Regions from separate parts of the Xenopus laevis genome. Here region 1 is linked to region 2. Evidence: chromatin contacts called from public Hi-C data. All regions are on one chromosome and are shown on one strand. Each heading gives the region's core, a stretch centred on a gene start, on an enhancer-like site or on the middle of the called end of the contact. The rest is flanking DNA. Distances are from core to core; before and after follow the strand shown.

The links. Hi-C and Micro-C count contacts between places; a contact is called where the count stands out from the background.
Region 1: a contact with region 2 is called in a Hi-C map of the XTC cell line, with 3 times the contacts expected there. The contact joins two enhancer-like sites. A contact is called at or near these places in 2 of 4 Hi-C or Micro-C datasets (the XTC cell line and animal cap).

Annotation. Positions count from the first base shown.
Region 1 is chr7L:38,653,732-38,656,539 of Xenopus_laevis_v10.1, reverse strand. No RefSeq gene overlaps it. Among protein-coding and RNA genes, the nearest start is that of anapc16.L, 14 kb to the left of the region's middle. Within about 2 kb of position 1,494, at least 3 of the 7 cell types and tissues checked have an H3K27ac peak or open chromatin away from gene starts, as enhancers often do.
Region 2 is chr7L:38,532,287-38,534,986 of Xenopus_laevis_v10.1, reverse strand. No RefSeq gene overlaps it. Among protein-coding and RNA genes, the nearest start is that of dnajb12.L, 32 kb to the right of the region's middle. Within about 2 kb of position 1,361, at least 1 of the 7 cell types and tissues checked has an H3K27ac peak or open chromatin away from gene starts, as enhancers often do.

The DNA.
Region 1 (2,808 bases), core at 245-2,744, 120 kb before region 2:
AAAAAACAGAATTTTCCAATAGAATATAACGCTTCGGCAGGAAGCCAGCTTGGGCACTGTCAAAATAGAAAAATTGGCTTTTTTTTTTTTAAAGGGAATTTGGCACCAGAAATTTAAACTCTGCGCGACTGTCCTGAGACCGTCAACACCAGCAAAGCGGCGCCAGCGTCACTTCGATGCACTGTACGTCAGCGCCGGGCGCGCCCCCGCAGCAGAAAGGAGACGCCCAGAGGCAAGAACACCAGAGGATCTCCCGGCGCGTCTTACAGTGTGTCTCTTCTAATTCTGTTGGTAAAATGCAGAGACTACAATCAGACAGTTTTAGGCTCATTGTTTGGCAAATGTCACTACAGAAACTATTCCATCACAAAGAAGTTGTGCATTTTCCTTGCAAGTAGTAACCCATAGTATATAATTGGAATATTGCTTTCTACAGATGTTTTGTCAGAGCTAATTGTTGGTTATTGCTGTGGATTACAAGGCAGATTTTTCCCTGTATCTGGGCTGCCCATCTTGCTGAAACTGCAGATCTGACAGCCAAAGGCATTTTGTGGGAGTGTAGATCAACAGAAAGATCACAGGTTAAACTTCACTACTTCATGTGCATTTTGTACGTTCTATACGTCATGGACACATAACTGTGAATAATTTAAGCTACTATACAGAACATGTGCATTCAAAAATAGATGCTATGCACTTGGATGGTTATTTTGGAAAATCAAATGGCAACAGAAGGACTGGAGGGAAAGGTTACAGAGCCATCTGTCTGTGGGAAGTGATTCTTGCTGAAGTTCAGTGTGTAGGACGTGTGGCTGGCTAATTATCAGAACCTGCTTCATTACTGATCTGCCTGAGTTTCAGCTCTCCCTTGTTTAGTAATTGTGAATGAAGCAGAACTATTTCTATGTAAGAATATTGATTATTTGTTAGAAAGACATTTCTGAAGAATTGCACCCTTCTATGTGAATGGAGCTTCTTCAGTTACAAAAAAAATATTATTAATATTTTCTTTATTAAAAACATCCACATTACTGAGATTTTTTCATTACACCGTACACTTATGGTAGGAAGTAGCATTTCCTGTGCTCCATGAACATAGTTGTGCCATTGGATGAGGATCTGGACCAGGGACGTACAATTTAGCAGGGCATACCCAGTGAGTGCTCACCTTATAGGTATACAATAAGGATGCATTATATCTTAGTTTGGACGAAGTACAATGTACTTAATACACAGAAAAAGAAAATAATTTAAAAAAAAATATGGATAAAATGTGAGTCTATGGGACATGGCCTTTCCGTAATTCGACACTTTTTTGGATAACGGGTTTTCCAGATAACGGATCCCATACCGGTACTAGTTATGGCTCCAGCCACGTTATTATCTGTAAAGTGCTTTAATACAGCATTGCAGTTCAACCTGTCAAAGTCTTTGAAAATGCAAATGATTGACAGGTCTTTTTAACACCTTCATTCCCTTTATATGTAAAGGGAACACTTATTGAAGTCACTGCTCTATTTTCTCACTGCTTCCTTTAGTGCACTTGGCACCTCAGACATCCTGTTTATTGGGTGGTCGAGGCACCTTCGCCTTTTGTTTGTTTGAATTGTCTTGTAAAGTTATCAAAATCAGGGGAAACACAACCCATGGATACACTAAAGGATACAGGATAACTCATATGAATGATTGCTTGTGTCATACAAATACATATCAGTCAAAAGGAATGTTGTTGTTTACACTTAATTTGAAGCATTTTTTTAATATTGTATAGAGCTGCAAAATAAAGGTAATGCGTTCTAAAAACAAATACTTTGATTGCACGAAGAATCATTTCTTTTTGAATTTGTCTGCTTCTCCTTATTGAAACAGCCGTGTCTTGCTCCATTATTGGTAATGGTAACGGGTTGTTTTGATTCCCACTGGCACAGGAAGTGCATTCCCCATTCAAGATAATGGGAAGCAGTTGCCATCAGGAACAACTTTTTTATCATTTCTAAAACACAAAAGTGATGGACACCCTGCATGTTCCATTGCACTTAAACCATACAGTATGCTATCTTCAAGTTACTTAAAGAGGTTGTTCACCTTTAAAATCAACTTTTAGTATGATGTAGACAAAGAGACAATTTGCTATTGGGGTTTTTATGTTTTATTATTTGTGGTTTTGGAGTTATTTAGCTTTTTATTCAGCAGCTCTCCAGTTAGCCATTTCAGAAATCTGGTTGTTAGGGTCCAACTTATCCTAGCAACAATGCCCTGATTTCAATAAGAGACTAGAATATGAATAGGAGAGGCCTGCATAGAAATATAAGTAATAAAACGTAGTAATAACAATACATTTGTAGCCTTACAGAGCATTTGTTTTTAGACGGGCTCAGTGACCCCCATTTGAAAGCTGGGAAAAGTCAGAAGAAGAAGGCAAATAGTTAAAAAAAACTAAAAAGAAAAGAAGACCAATTGAAAAGTTGCTTAGAATTGGTCTAACATAAAGTTGAACCACCCCTTTAAGAAGTCATACTTCTTAAACGTATCCTCATAGATGTTCACCTTTAAGTTAACTTTCAGTAAGTGATAGAATGGCTATTTCTAAGCAACTTTTCAATTGGGCTTAATTTTTTCTTTTTTATAATTTTTTTAATTATTTGTCTTCTTCTGACTCTTTCCAACTTTCAAACAGGGGTCACTGACCCCATCTAAAAAAACAAATACTTTGTAAGGCTATAAAATGTATTGGTTATGCTACTTTTTATTACTCATCTTTCTATTCAGGGCCTCCCCTGTGGTTGCTAGGGTAATTTGGGCCCTATC
Region 2 (2,700 bases), core at 112-2,611:
TGGGGATCATTGATCTATAGGCTTAGAGCAATGGAAAAAGTGGCAATTTGCAGCATTTTGTGGTCCTGGTATTATAGCTCTCTGGACAGTGGGGAAAATCCCTCTTCATATTGCCCTTCCACGAAACTGAACTCAAAATGCAGTGTACAGTTTTAAGCAAGTGACATGGTACCAAGCATTATCCAATGGCACTCACCTGCCCGAAACTGCACTCAACACCTTTAATCTATTTAGATTCAAGTTAATGGAGGAGCAACTTGAAGTGTCAGATACTGATTGGACTGGTTTAAAAATCCCACAGGGGTGAGGAAAATGTCAGCTCGTTAGCTTTTTATTCAGCAGCTCTCCAGATATTTCAGCAATCCGGTTCCCAGGGTCCAAATTCCCCTAGCAACCATGCATTTATGTGAATAAGAGACTGGAATATGAATAGGAGAGGGCCTGAATAGGATACAATGCAGCAATAACAATACATTTGTAGCTTTATGGAGCATTTGTTTTTTTAGATGGGTTCAGTGACCCCCATTTGAAAACTGGAAGGATTCAGAAGAAAAAGGCACACATTTGAAAAGTTGCTTTGAATTGACCTATAACATACTTAGAGTAAGGCCACACGAGGAGACTCGGGGAGGTTTTTGTCGCCTGGCGACTAATCGCCTCGTCTTCTGAGCGACAATCTCCCTGAACTGCCTCAGCGTGTTTTCCCATAGGCTATAATGAAAAGTCGCCTGCGCTAATGCACACGCGCCGATGCGTTTTCTATAGTCGCCCGAAGTTGCCTTTCTCCCCGAATCTCCTCGTGTGGACTAAACCTAAAAGGTGAACCACTTCTTTTGAATTGATTTTTATAATACAAAGAAAACAAATAGAATTATTGGATGGCCATCCCTTTTAGGGAAGAGACACATTTCGGGAGATTAGTTGCCCAGCGACAAATTGATTCTTCGGGCGAATAATCTCCCCGATCTGCCTTCCCGCCGGCTAGAATGTAAATCGCCAGGCGGGATGGCACTCGGATCAATTCAGCTTTCCGAAGGCGCCTGAACTTTCCTTGTGAGGCAACTTTGGAAAACTAAGCGTCTCTGCCCTGAATCAGGGTTGAACTATTAATGAAGTAATTGATTGCCAGTGTAATTAATGAGATGTAATTGTGGAACAAAAGGACTGTACCATTGTAGCTTATACAGAACGTATTACAATCCCCCATCCCTGCAACTGTAGCTCTTTCTTTACAATGGGGTAAAGTGCGAGGTTATCAGAGGATGATCCCATAAAAAGCATCAAAGAACAGCTGAAAACATCTGGCCATGAAAGGCTTAGTCTGGACACAGACAGAGACTGTTCATTTTGGGAGAGTGGCTAAATGTGGAAGGAGCACTCTGCAGGGATCAAACACCCAGGCCTGGAGGTCACTGCGCTCTAATCATCCCAGGACTAGTGCAAAAACTGCTGCCATTTGTCTGAGATAAGGCTCCCAGTGCAAGTGAATAGAGAATTCCTTTAGATAACATGTCTACAAATCACTTGCCTCAAGTCTGAAACAGAACTGGGGGGTTAAAGGGACAGGAAAGCCATAAGTCACATAGACAATGAAATATAAACAGATATATAAATCAATGTTTTTTCCACTTTTAAATCAAATACTACTTGCAGAAAAAGTCACGTCCCTCTTCACAACCTAGTGAGGTAGTGAATAAGCAGGCATAGGATCCGTTATCTGGAAACCTGTTATCTACAAAGCTCTGAATTACAGGAAGGCCATCTCCATAGGCTCTATTTTAATCAAATAATTCAAAATGTTATATGTGATTTTCTTTTCTTTTTCACTGTAATAATAAAACAGTACAGGTATGGGACCTGTTATCCAGAATGCTCAGGACCTGGGATTTTTCCGTAATTTTGATCTTTATATCTAAAGGGCAGAGACACACGCTGCTATTACGGGAGACAAATCGCTTCTTCTTCGGTCGACCCTAAAACTTTAATTGATCGAGTGTTCGACAGGAAAAAAACTTGAATCGCTTGAAATGATCGGGGTTTCAGGCAAAACCCTCCAAAAAATCCTCGAACATCATGAAGGCTATTAACATCTTTAAATGCTTCAAGGGACGTCTGCCATTGACTCGTACATGACCTCGACAGGTTTTAGATGTATTTTCAGATTCCAGCTATTTCCAGGGTTGGGGTATAATAAATCTTTAAAAATTTAAATAAAAAACTGGGAAATTTTGAGGGTTTTTATTTAACTCGAAAATGTGAATTTTGACCAAAAAAGTCACCTCAAAAACGCGAATTTTCGTGGAAAACCCAACTCGAACCTTATAGGGGAACTCCACACAAACATAACAAGCTTTTTGAAAAGTAAACATTATTACAAGCAACTTTGCAATATACATCAATTTAAAAAATATTCAGACTTTTCAGGAGTTTTAATGGTTTCTGACAGTTCCCTAAGCCTAGTCCCCCTGCTGATCTCTCTGACTACTTTGCTGAGCTGGCTGACTACTGTTACTTTGTATCAACAGCCATCTGTCCTCAGGCTGCATCCTCCAAACCCCACAATTCTCTGCACATGTGATTTCAATAAGGAAAAGAACATCCCAGTGCAATGCATTGTGGGTTATGTAGTTCCTGCATGCTGTCTGTAAGCTCTGGAGAAGTTGTTACAATTTGTAACATCAGTGTTTTAGTCCCTCCTTC